Linked DNA regions of Mus musculus: region 2 is linked to region 1. Evidence: chromatin contacts called from public Hi-C data. All regions are on one chromosome and are shown on one strand. Each heading gives the region's core, a stretch centred on a gene start, on an enhancer-like site or on the middle of the called end of the contact. The rest is flanking DNA. Distances are from core to core; before and after follow the strand shown.

Region 1 (6,661 bases), core at 1,067-3,566:
ACTACTTCTATGCTTTGGGCTCACATGATGGAAGAAGGGAGGCTCCAGAGAGTTGCTCTCTGACCTCTGTGAGTACATGCACACACACACACACACACACACACACACACACACACACAAATACAAATTTCAGAAAATATTGAATTGCTGGGTGGGGGTGGGGGTGCATGCCTTTAATCCCAGCGCTCAGGAAGGCAGAGGCAGGAGGATGTCTGAAAGTCAGAGGCCAGCCTGGTCTACAGCATGAGTTGCAGGACAGCCAGAGCTACACAGAAACCCTGTCTTAAAAAATCAAAAAGAAGAGGAAAGAGAAAGGGGGCTAGGGGTGAGGTCGAGGAAGAGGAAGATGAAGAGGGAAGAAGGAAGAAGAAAAGGAGAAGGAGGAAGAGGAGGAGAAAATGTTTAAACACATTTTCTTATTTTTATTTTTTATTTTTTGTTTTTTTGAGACAGGGTTTCTCTGTGTAGCCCGGGCTGTCCTGGAACTCACTTTGTAGACCAGGCTGGCCTCAAACTCAGAAATCTGCCTGCCTCTGCCTCCCAAGTGCTGGGATTAAAGGCATGAGCCACCACGCCCGGTTTAGATACATTTTAAAATGTGCTAAGAGGAGAGAGCTGAGGAGGTGATGCTAATGATAAAATCTGACCATGCACTTACTCGTGGCATCTGCAGCCCATTTAGACCTCTCATCTATAAGACAAACTTGAAACAGAGTGTCTTGCCTGCTGTGCACAAGGAGCTGTATCGCCTATTACAGAATCAGTCTGCATGAGCTCCTGCTAGGTCCAATGAGCCAGCCGAAGACAAAGACATTAAAAGAGAAATTTGACACAGTCTCTGGATGACACCAGTACCCTGGCTTACCATGCTTCCAAAGCTTTGTGGCTACATAAAAATTAAAAAAAAAAAAAAAAAAAAAGTATGAGCCAAATAGAGCACGGTAGTCCGAGGTTATAATGCCAGAATTTGAGAGGTTGAGATTGAAGGATTACAGCAAGTTCAAGGCTAGCCTGAGACACTCTCTCTAAAAAACCAAACACTGGGGCTGGAGATGGCTCTGCTGCTATCTCAGGAGTTTCATTCCCAGCACTCACATGGTGGCTCACAACCAACTGGAACTATAGTCAGAGGATCCAAAGTCCTCGCCCAGTCTCCATGGGCACCATTCACAAACATGGTGCACAGACATACATGCAGCCAAAACACTCATACGTGGAAAATAAAAGTAAATAAATCTTTTTGTTTGCTTGTTTGTTTGGGTTTTGTTTTGTTTTGACACAGGATCTCACTATGTAGTTGTGGCTGTCTTGGAACTCACTACGTAGACCATGTTGGCCTTTAACTCAAAGAAATCTGACTGCCTCTGGCTCACTCACACGTGCTGGAATTAAAGGCATGCACCATTATGTCCAGCATAAAGAAATCTTTTTTTTTAATTTATTTTTTTATTGTCTATAAGTACACTGAGCTGTCTTCAGACACTCCAGAAGAGGGAGTCAGATCTCATTACAGATGGTTGTGAGCCACCATGTGGTTGCTGGGATTTGAACTTCGGACCTTCGGAAGAGCAGTCGGGTGCTCTTACCCACTGAGCCATCTCACCAGCCCCAAGAAGTCTTTTAAAACAAAAAAAAAAAAAAAAAAAAAAAAGAAAAGAAAAGAAAAGAAAGGAAAAGAAAGAGCTGGTTCGATTGTTTTTCTTATCCTGAAGACTTCCCTTTGCAGAGGGAATTGTAAGTTGACTTCTGCATTGTTCTGGCTTAGGGATACCAGAAGAATATCATCTGTAAACCCACAGGCCCCAGGTACCTGGCCCTAAGCAAACAGTTCATTTGTTGTTCTTAGACTTTTAGATACATCAAGAAAATGAGCATTGTCTCCATGAAGTCGAGCTCTCCTGACTGTCTCTTGAATTGAAGTTCTCGGCTTTCTACCGGCTTTCTACCGAGGAGCCCACACAAGGCCGTAGGGTAAAGGGCATCTTTCCCTTGTCAGTGTCCTCCTTAAATACCCCTCCATTTTAAATTCTGCCTCATCACAATTAACCCTTTCATGGAAACCACATTTCACCAGATATTTCTTTTCCCACTGTATGGCTCAGGGACAGACGATGACTTAAAGCAACCTGACTAGATTTTCTTTAGTGGTTATTAAATGACACATGACAGTAGAGACTGAAGAGATGGCACCACAGTCTAGAATCTAGCCTTGGATGTGAAGAAAGACAAAAAAAAACGGAATAGCAAGGGTGCAGCGGCTCCAAGCAGATTTAGAGGTGGGAAGGGCAGGAAATGGAGGAAGTTCACACCCTTTAACCTCAAGGCTCTATCTGTGAGGTGGTCCAGAGCAGCAGCTGGGGGATGGGCAGGATGTTGTGGCTTGGTAAAGGGAGTTGCTGTAAATAAGGAAGAAAAAGCAGCTTGCATTACCTCGAGGAATCCCAGCAGTGGCTACAGGTTTTAGGCAGTTGAGACATTAAGGGAGCCCAGCAGGGACCTGTTGGGCTGTAACTTGGTAGAAGTCTCAGTGAGGTGGAAGACGATGAGAGTCAGGGTTTGAAAGAACTGACATGTAGTCACTCTAAAACATTGGAATCTGAGACTAAGGTGGTACCTTAATCCTGACAGGAGTTGAGCCTGAGCAGAGCATCTAAAATGAAGGGAAACGTTAACTGGAGAAAGTCATGGAAATGAGGGGCAATTCCGCACAAGTGTAAAAATACAGAAACCAGCACATGGGGGATTCGCAGACAGAATTCAGAGACATGCAGATCCATACAGGCACGCAACACGGGATGGTGCTCATAAATCCACAACCTGAAGTACAGACTGTCCCCTCTTCTCTCTGCCAGCATACAACACAGAGAGGCCCCCACAGGGACACAGACGAATGCATATATTTAGATAGGAAGCCCATAGGTAGAGACATGTATAGTCATATGACAGATAAACTTTGAGTCACTCGCCGCAGTCCTGTGACTGAAGTGAGTAAGATTTCCCCCGGGGATTGTTTTTCTTGTTGAGTCTGGCTACTGTGGTGTCCACGTGGCACATTTGCAGTTGTCAAGAAAAAAAAAAATCAAAAAACAAAAACCCCAGAAACCTGAAGCCTTTCTCAAGTTAGAAATAAAGGGTTTGACACAGCCCAGCCCTGGCTTACCAGGGCAAGATGTCTGCTGACACTTTTGTCCATTTAGAACTGATGTTCCAGCTCAAGTTCTGCCCCAGGGCCTCTCAGTCACAGGAAACAGCCTCCCCCTAGCCCAAGGCACACCAAGACAGCTAGTGGCTTAGACTGAACACTCTTGCACAACCAGAACCTCCACCTTTCCCAGCCCAATCATTTTTCAACCCAACAAACCAGCCTTACTTCCCAAAAGCAGTCTGTCAGGAAGGAGAGGCAAGAACAAGAAGGGTGGGGTGGAGGTAAACGTTAAGTCTCTTGTGGCTAGAGAGATGAATCCAGGGTTAAGAGCACTTAGTGATGTTGCAGAAGACGGGTATTCAGTTCTCAGCACCCACATGGTGGCTCATAACTGTCTGTAACTCTAGTTCCCCGAGGGTCAAATGTCCTCTTTTGGACTAAGCCAGACATGTATGTGATGCACAAACATATGTGCAGCCAAAATATTCATACATGAAAATAAAGATAATATTTTGCTTTCACTCGAAGTCAAACTTTTAGTTCCCCTGAGTGCTAGTTCCTCTTACTTCAGCCCCTAATCCCTCTGTCCTGCCTCAGTAGAACCTCTCTCATCTCTGTATTCCAGAGCCTTGTCATGTCTTCAAGGGCGTTGACCACCTCCATGCTATCAAACCCAATAACTACAGAAAGACAAGGCTCAGGAAAGTAAGGCAGATTTAACTTCTTTTTTTTTTTTTAAAGATTTATTTATTTATTATATGTAAGTACACTGTAGCTGTCTTCAGACACACCAGAAGAGGGAGTCATATCTCGTTACAGATGGTTGTGAGCCACCATGTGGTTGCTGGGATTTGAACTCAGGACCTTCGAAGAACAGACAGTGCTCTTAACCACTGAGCCATCTCACCAGCCCTGGATTTAACTTCTTACAGTTTGGCTCAGTGAAGACAACCGGAGAATTAAAAAATATCTACCCAAACACAGGAGTAGAAATAAATGGGTGGGTGTAATGACTCCTTTCTCTTGGATAGATAGATATCTGCGGAGCAATGTGGGCTACAATAGACAGCTAAGAAAATGACCTTTCTTCAGAGAGATCCACTGCTTATGATAGTGATCATCTTATCTCAGTCAGCCACTGTTTTATTGCTGTGAAGAGACACTATGACCAAGATTCTGCAAGTCCCTGTACCTTTTCCTCTGTTAGCTCCCCACGCCCTCACCTCCAGGTTCTGGAAGTGGGATTATAGGGTATGGACTTCCTGACAGGCCCCGGGTAGGACTGAAGTCAGATGAGATGACATCTGTTACAGTAAATCTCCAACCCCAATAAGCATAGAACACACAACTCAGTTATAATATTTATAAGCTGCACGCCTAGATTGGGCAGATCTACCACTACACTACTCTATTCCTCAGCTATGAGATCTCTTGCTACTTGTGGCTTTTCCAGGCCCCATGGTCCTGCTCCATCTTCTGCCCATCGTCTCTTCCTCCATCTTCCTCTGTCTCCTCGTCTGACTCTCTCCTTCTTCTCTTCCCCCTCTCTGAAACCTCCAGCCCTACCTTTCCCTTCCACTGCCTAGTCACAGGCTCTAGCCTTTATTTGACCAGTTAAACTGGGAAGAAGGTTCACATGAAATCACCTGAGTACGTGATCCACCTCTCAAGAGGGCAGCCCCTCCTGAGGAAGCAGAATTGACATCAAAATGCAAACAGCACCAGGGCAATCCACAACAGAAATCATGGGTCAAAAAATGTTTCCCAAGGGGGTTGAGATGTGTCCTTTCATTTTCAATGCAGTCTATAACTAGTCCTGGTTTGTGAAACTGTAGAAAATGACATGTTTAGACGGGAGAGGAGAAAAGCCATACTTGGCCACAGACTGTAGGCCTTAAGTGTGGGTCACTGATTCATAACTTTTGCTTGTTTTTATTGTTGTTGTTTGTTTGTTTTTATGAAACAGTTCTCAGTGTAATCCTGGTTATCCTCGAACTCATCTATTGACCAGGCTGGCCTCGAACTCAAAGATGCCCCTGCTTCTGCACTGGAATTAAAAGCATGCACCACCATTCCCAGCGATTTTTACCATTCCAATTTGAAATGTCTACGTATGCGAAGAATCCCGTTGGTCTGGGGATGTGGCTCAGTGGTTAAGAGCACTGACTGTTCTTTTGAAGATCCTCAGTTAGACTCCCAGGAGCCACAGCGCAACTCACAACTGCCCTTTAACTCCAGTTCTGCCTTAATTTTCTCTGACTTTTTTGTTTGTTTGTTTCTTCGAGACAGGGTTTCTCTGTGTAGCCCTGACTGTCCTGGAACTCACTCTGTAGACCAGGCTGGCTTTGAACTCAGAAATTTGCCTGCCTTTGCCTCCCAAGTGCTGGGATTAAAGGCGTGCGCCACCATGCCCGGCCCTTCTCTGACTTTTAATCAACCTCAAGATTCCTGCCTCTAAAAATAAAAAGAAATGAGAAGGGCAGGGGCCAGCTGTGAACAAAAGGTAAACAGCCCTGACAGGGACCGGCTCCAAGCCATCTCAGTCTCTGAGAGGTATTTGTCTTGGCTTCGGTTGGGTTTGAGACAGCATCTTGGAGTGGAGCCCTGGCTCACTTCTCCTTTCCAGGATCTGCTTGCTGTAACCTCCTGAAGTCTTGAGATGACAGCTATGTGCCACATCACCCCGCTCCGTCCCTGAAGCTGCAGTCAAGCCATCCCAAAGGATCTGGAAGAAGCAAACCTAGATGCTTTCTGCAAGAAGACATCAGAGCTCTCCAAGAGGTAGCCTTTCACCCTGAAGAGGCGAATGACATAAACAAAACCCAGCAAAAAACGTTATGCAATAGAACTAACCCCACCCTGGCTCTAAAGGCTGGGATTATAATGAGCAGAACACAGTCTGTGTTTTCTGTGTTCAAAAGCAAGACTGAGCATTTTGGTGAAGATTTGGGAAGAATAAAAAGCAGTTGAACCGGGCAGTGGTTGCAAATGCCTTTAATCCCAGCACTTGGGAGACAGAGGCAGGCGGATTTCTCAGTTCGAGGCCAGCCTGGTCTACAGAGTGAGTTCCAGGACAGCCATGGCTATACAGAGAAACCCTGTCTCAAAAAAACAAAAAATAAATAAATACCAAAAAAAAGCAGTCTGAAATAGAAAATCTAGAATCCAAAAGTACAAGCTAATGTTAAGTCATTGATGGTTTTCCCTTGGGGAGCTCTAGAGAGGTTCTAAATTAGAAAATAACTTCCAAAATATCCAGAACTGGTGCAGAGATTAAAAAAAAGAAGAAAGAAAGAAAGAAAGAAAGAAAGAAAGAAAGAAAGAAAGAAAAATGAGAGCAATAGGAAAGAAAGGGAGAGTTTCTAAAGGGCGTGGTTAGTTCTAATATACCTGGGGTTCAACTGCCACTAAGGTAGATAAGGGGGGTAGGGGTGGGAGAGATTCGAAGAGCTAATAGCAAAACAGAAGAAAGCCATCAAGCCACACATTCCAGGAGGGAATCCAAAAAAGATTTCA
Region 2 (6,661 bases), core at 2,000-4,499, 120 kb after region 1:
TTATGGCTTCTCTTCTACAATTGGAACTTAACTGGTAGAGGAACTGAGATATATAATGTAGGCTCCCTATCTGACTGATTAGAGTTTATCGTGTATGGAGCAGGTGGACTGGAGTGTAAAAGAAGCCATTCTTTAGAACAAAAGAGAAGAATGAAATAGGTTCTGAGTTGGGCATGAAGGTACATGCATATAATCCCAGCACTTAGGAGGCAGGGGCAGGAAGATCAGGAGTTCAAGACTAGTCTAGCTTACATAGGAAGTTCAGGTCAGCCTGGGCTACAAGAAAGCCTACTCTCAAAAAGCAAATGAAATATAATCATCATCACAGATGCTGGAGAGAGGGCTCAGCAGTTAAGAGCACTTGCTGCTCTTGCAGAGGACTGGGGTGTTTCTCAGGATCTACCTGACAATGAACAACCAGCCGTACCTCTAGTTTCTGGGGATCTCATGCCCTCTTCTGGCCGCTTCAAATCTGCACCCACATGGTGCACATACACAAAGCCAGACAAATATTCAACACATTAAAAAAGAATAAATCTTAAAAACAACTACAAAAAGAAATAGATGCTGAAACTCCCAGGTAGTCTAATAATTTGAATAATTAATCCCCAAACTTACACTAGCTTTAGTTTATTTTTGTAGTTTTTAACCAGAAGAGTCTGACTGAGAGATGCTGTCTCTTCACAGTCTCTATCACTTCAACAGATCCACCTTCACTGTTTTCTGCTCTTCCTTGGGTACTGAGAAGTTAGCTGAAGAGTACATAACCCTCTGCCTTCCAGTTCAGTTCTGCTAATCAGTGATGCTACAAGATATGAGAGGTGTCAAGGTGCTTACTATTCCCTAATTCCACTCCAATCCCTCCCCCCCCCCCCGGACCCTCCACTCCCAACCTACCCCCGCCTTCACCCCACCCTACTCCCCACTTTCAAACACCCCCGTCCCTCTATGCCCACCCTACTCCATCCTTCAAACACCCTTGCCCCTGACTCCTTACTCCTGTCCCTACCTCTGCCTGCACTTCCACCTCTCCCACCCCGCCCCCATTCCTACCACCACCACCACCACCACCACCACCACCACGCCTCCCCCATCCACCCCTTTCCTGACAGACTGCCTGGCAGGTATCAGTGCATAATATCTCCTAAAAATCCCTGTCTGCCCTGCTCTCCCAGAACGGCTTCTGCCAGGCCTCCTGGGAGGACATCTCTATCCTAGGACACTGGTCCCAAGTCCTCACAGGTTCTCATTTGTTTGTTACTTTAACCTCACTGGAACCTCTGTAACAGTCCCTGCATCAGATCCTCAGGGAGGGATGAAGAAGCCTCAGCTGATATTCCAGCAGAGGAGGGGAGTGAGGGTTTAGGATACCTAACAGAGAGATGGAGATTTCTGACATACATAGTCAACTGTAGTAAAATTTAAGAAAAAAAAAAAAAGCTTTTAGAGGCGGGCTGTTTAAATTATCGATTCATACTATTCCACAGTTTCCTTATTAACTGAGAGGGAGATTGTGGAAAGAACTTCCTCAATCATAATGAAGGATTTAGAAATCTCGGGGCCAGAGAGGTGGCTGGACAGCCAGGAGCTGGCAAGCCAACAACGGAAGATGGATCCCAGGCCGAACACGGCAGCAGTGTTACAGGCCTGGCTGTGAGTCTAGAGGGCTGACAGTTAGTTTCCAGGTTCTCGTGCCGCCTCCCTGGATTAGTTCTTTGTCTTTATTTTATGTGTACGTGGGCTTGGCCTCCATGCCTGTGCACCACATGGATTCTTGGTGCCCACAGAGGCCAGAAGAGGGCAATGGATTCCCCTGGTCATTGTGAGCAGCCCTGTTGGAGCTGGGAATCGAATCCAAATTCTCTGGAAGAGCAGCCAGTTCTCTTACCCACAGAGCCGTCTCTCCAGAACATACCTCGTAGGAGTTGTACAGAGACGTGTGGAAAGTTACAAGAAATGGAAGAGCTTGTTAAGGGAGAGGCCCAGAGGAGCCCAGAGGCATCCCAGGCCTTCCCAGGGGCCTGGCTCCCACAGGCCATTAACATAGTACCCTCCCCCTCCACGTTCATAAACTTGCCTGTTTCTCAAACATGCTCTGAAGGGAGGCAGGTGGGCTCTGGACTGCCAGTCTCTTGTTTCCGCTTTCCTGCTGCCTTTAGTAAGTTAACCTCTAGAACCCTCTTCTCCCTTCCCACTTCCTATTCTCCTGCCTCAGAAGGTGAGAGTCAACTCCTGCAAATGGTCCTCTAACTTCCATACAAGCACTGTGGCATGTGTCGCACACTTACACAAAATGAATGAATAATGTAATTTAAAAAGATTTTTAAAGGGGGAAAAAACCCTCTTAGAGATCCCAATTTTGGCTGGAGAGATGGCTCAGCGGTTAAGGGCAGACTGCTCTTCCAAAGGCCCTGAGTTCAAATCCCAGCAACCACATGGTGGCTCACAACCATTGGTAATGAGATCTGTCACCCTCTTCTGGAGTGTCTGAAGACAGCTACAATGTACTTACATCTAATAAATAAATCTTTAAAAAAAAAGAAAGAAAGAAATCCCAATTTCTCTATATTGAGAGATGCATATCTGTCCCTACAACAGGGACATGGCTGGTTAACTTACAATCATAGTATGCAAGGCTCTATGATTAGCCAAAGAATGACACCTGAACTCAAATAGTTTATAAACACAAAGAGTATTTTATTCTGTGAAGTCCAGCATGCTGGGGTCTCCCCATTACCAAGACAGAGAGAGAGAGACAACCAAGTGAGCTTGCAGGTCAGATCTAAAGCACGATAGGGGATTCCAGAGCTGGTGACCTTTATCCTACTCCATCTGTGGGGTCTCGAAACTGCTGTGTATTATAAAAAAAGAAAGGAAGAACCAGGAATATGTTTGATAGAGGTGCGGTATGGTGCAGGGTACGGGCATGCCTCTACAGACTCAAGCTGTTCGACAGCCATCCGACAGATATAGTGTGGAATAGTTTGTTTAGGGCACGGGAAGGGGAGTTGAGGGAGGAGAGACAGAGAAAAACAGAGGAGGGAGAGAGAGAGAGAGAGAGAGAGAGAGAGAGAGAGACTGGCCATGAACACATGGAGAGAGAGTGGGGAGGGGAATGGGGAGGGACAGAAGAAAGAGTAAGAGAGTAAGAGAGTGAGGAGGGGGCAAGCAGCCTCTTTTATACTGAGTGAGGCCTACCTGGCTGTTGCCAGGTAACTGTGGGGCAGAGCCTAGAAGGAATGCTAACACAAGGTAGGCGGCCTTTCCTTATCTTACTCTGTCTCCAGGGGGATGGGGGCTGGAAACTGTTACTGGGGAGGTCTGGAAACTTGCTGACCCATTGTCCTTGCTTCAGGCCAGGTTGCAGGGAAGCTTCTGATAGTTGCTGACTAGCTGCCCGAAGACTGAGGTTTTTTTTCTAGTAACTGGCATGCCTGGGCTTGCTTGGACTTGCCCAGTTCTTAGGCCTAGTCTCCTAGGCTGCCAATTTGAAGCCAGTCATGGAGTCAGCCGGTCTCATCATTATAGCGTGTTAATTATGATTGCAGCAATTCTAATAGTGAAGCGTTTATAGTGTGCTAGGTGAAAAAGTAAGGCACGTAATGTATAGCTATTATAATTTCAGTTATGTTAAATGTGGACAAATACACATGGAGCAGGAAACGTGTAAAAAAATTTTTTTTCACCAAAATGTATAGCAGTTGTTATTAGGGAGTGAGTTTGCAGGGGGAGGGGGAGCCTATTTTCCTTCTTCAAAAATTGTACTATTATTTTTATATATTTATTTAGAGTGTGTGTGTGTGGGGGGGTGTTATTTAAGTGCTTTTATGTGCATGTAGAAGCCAAAGGACAACTTGGGGGAGTTAGTTCTCTCCTTCCATCATGGGGATCCTGGGGGATTGAACTTAGGTCTTCAGACCTGGCAGCAAGCCCCTTTACCCACAGAACCATCTCACAATTCCCAAAGCTGTTTTCCTTTTTAGGCAGAGCTTTGTTTCTGAAGAGAACACTCGTCCCATGCTGGTTCCTTCGCCAGGAACAGCCTGACCTTGGCAACTCCCATCCAAGGAATAGGCCTCCTCTGATACACTGTTGACTAGGCTAGGGGTGGAGCCCTAAGCAAACTGGGTAAAATCTCTCCAGAAAGGGGTCAGGTGAGCCAGGTTTTGTGGGCACACTTGTAGTTCTAGTACTCTGTAGGGTTTAGAGTTTAAATGTAGTCTGGACTATTTAGTTAGAAGACATCCAAGAAAAGAAGGAAGACGAAGAAGGAAGACGGAAGAGGGAAGGGGGCGGGGAGAGAAGGAAAGGAAGAGAAAAATGAGGAACAACCCAGCTTAATACCCCTCTTCCTTTCCATGTAAATATAGGCATGCCTGCCTTTCTCTGAATTTTTGAATAGAATTAAGACATCTACTTCCCCGTGGACATTAGGAGATTATATCTGCTCTGGTTCTCTGGAGAATGTGGGCATATTCTCCAGCTGAAAGCTATACCTCTCCCTGGGCCAGGAGCAGGCAAAGTGCTGCAGGGAGGGTCTTGGTGTGTCTATATGTTTTATTTTGTCAGGCTTATCCATGTCACAGTTTTCTGCTTCCTTTCCAGTTGTTTGCTGCTCTCCTGAGATAGGCAGCAGCTACAGTGTTTGAATAAAAATGGTTAGTTGGGAGCCAACTCTCAGCAGAAAGCAGCTATCTTCTCTACATCCATCTTGGGCTATTTACTTACAGGTTGGTACTTTTCCACCATGACAAGAGGCTTGTTTTCCTAACATGATGTTTTTGCAAGCAGCCCACCACAGCTGAACACACTCTGATAACATTCTGTTTTTCTCAGACACATCCTGGACTTGTGGTTAAGTGTCTCCAGCTGCACTCCCCAGATTGTGTTTATATACCCAGAGTTGCCTTTCAATAAATGAGACTTGATTAGACTGCCTTGTCACTATTCTTTGCGTCTCTTGCCCCTCCATCTCTACTCTCTGCCTTGCAGACCCTGTTGACTGACCCGCCGGCCAGGTCAATGGTTCCCATAGGTCCATATGTTTGAATGCTGGATTCACCATAGTTGGACCTGTTTGGAAAGGATTGGGAAGAGGTGTGGCTTTGTTGGAAGAGGAGTGTCATTGGCGATGGGCTTTGAATTTTCAAAATCTAGCCAATTCCCAGTTAGCTCTCTCTGCCTTGACCTTGTAGGTGAGATGTAAGCTCTCAGCTACTACTCCAGCACCATGCCTGTCTGCCTGCTACCATTCTCCCCACCACAATAGTCACAGACTCCGTAAGCCCCTATTAAACACTTTCTTCTATAAATTGCCTTGGTCATGGTGTCCCTTCACAGCAATAGAAAAGTAGCTAAGACAGCATCCTTCATACAGTACAGACCCGAGGGTGTGGCCAAAGCGTTCCTCTCGCCCTAGAGCCTCCCTGGCCCTCCTCTGTCTTATCTCAACCTCAGAGCTTGCCCCAGCTATGTCCAGTACCAGGAACAGCTTGCTCAGCTTCCAACACACATGCCTGACCATTCCTGATGGGTCAGTTTGCCCCCAATCCTCCCTACAACTCCTGCAGTGCTGGAGCTGGAGACCAAGAAAAAGAGGCAAAATAAAACAAAACAAAACAACCAAAAAACCAAAAACCAAAATGACAACAACAACAACAACAACAAAAAACACTTCAGCTTTGGGCTCTTCATCCCTGAGAGTGGCCACAGGCAACCACTACTACCCAAGGGCAGTGTATTTGAGAAGGTAAAAGCTCTACTGTTAAATAGTCTTAAACTCTTGCCCGGCGAGTGGGGATGTTTTAGAAAGTCATGGGCCAAAAAGAAAAAAGAAAAAAGAAAAGAAAGTCATGGGCCTAGTTAAGCTGAAATGCGCAGCTGAGAACATGCCTTGAAGGTGGTTTTTACTTCGGTGTCCAGCCCAAACTCTCTATTTTCTGATCTTACAAAATATAAACAGCTATGTTGAAAAGCTCCCAACTCGTGCAGCTGTGATGCCCATTCCCCACCTTGATGGGCTGAACTGTGTATGCTCAGCGGTTAAGAGCACTGACTGCTCTTCCAGAGGTCCTGAGTTCAATTCCCAGCAACCACATGGTGGCTCACAACCATCTGTAATGGGATCTGATGCCTTCTTCTGGTGTGTCTGAGGACAGCGACAGTGTTCTCATATAAATAAATCTTTAAAAAGAGAAAGAAAGAAAAAAGGAAGAAAGGAAGGAAGAAAAGCAATGTGTATAGAGGAATAATGAGAGTGACCTTTCTACCCGAGCCCTTATCCTCCCCCAGCCATTGTAGGCAGCTTGGCAGGGAAGATGACAGGTGTGGCCCTGTTCCCTCTCCTTGCTCCTTGCATGGCTGTGTGGCTCTCTGCTCCCTAGCCTGCTGAATCAATTATTGCTAGGTTAGAGCCAGGAGAGAAAGTTGCTCCCAGCCTCTACTTTTTTTTTTCTTGTTCTACTTGCCTGGCCTGACCCAGTGACCTCTAAATCAGCATTTGGCCTGGGGTCTCCTTGATGCTCAGGTTCTCACTTGGTCGTTGTAGGCTCTTCATGGAGCCTGAGAGCCTGAATTTCTAACAAGTTCCTGATACTGAAATGGTACCAGGGTTCCAGCTATGAAGTCTCTGTTTCAGGAAAGGTTATAAGAGCCCCTGGTG

Evidence for each region. A called contact is a pair of places that touch in the nucleus more often than the background predicts.
Region 2: a Hi-C map of bone marrow-derived macrophages shows a contact between it and region 1, with 88 read pairs. The contact joins two enhancer-like sites. A contact is called at or near these places in 4 of 39 promoter capture datasets (HPC-7-derived erythroid cells, embryonic stem cells and liver), 12 of 15 datasets of contacts at CTCF or cohesin (CD8 T cells, the G1E-ER4 cell line, the NIH/3T3 cell line and 6 more), 328 of 484 Hi-C or Micro-C datasets (the 3T3-L1 cell line, 3T3-L1-derived adipocytes, the 63-12 cell line and 162 more), 78 of 115 datasets of contacts at active chromatin or transcription factors (the 230-238 cell line, CD4 T cells, CD4 single positive thymocytes and 49 more) and 5 of 9 other capture datasets (adipose tissue, embryonic stem cells, liver and 2 more).

Annotation. Positions count from the first base shown.
Region 1 is chr4:40,779,020-40,785,680 of GRCm38.p6, forward strand. No RefSeq gene overlaps it. Among named protein-coding and RNA genes, the nearest start is that of Gm34213, 9.4 kb to the left of the region's middle. Within about 2 kb of position 2,317, at least 183 of the 459 cell types and tissues checked have an H3K27ac peak or open chromatin away from gene starts, as enhancers often do. A contact at or near this core is called in the STO cell line, adipose tissue, bone marrow-derived macrophages and 8 more, where this site is marked.
Region 2 is chr4:40,895,407-40,902,067 of GRCm38.p6, forward strand. Gm34289 (a long non-coding RNA gene) reads left to right here. Exons shown (of 4, transcript XR_001784553.1): 4 at 4,606-4,965. Among named protein-coding and RNA genes, the nearest start is that of Spink4, 21 kb to the right of the region's middle. Within about 2 kb of position 3,250, at least 36 of the 459 cell types and tissues checked have an H3K27ac peak or open chromatin away from gene starts, as enhancers often do. A contact at or near this core is called in the STO cell line, adipose tissue, bone marrow-derived macrophages and 8 more, where this site is marked.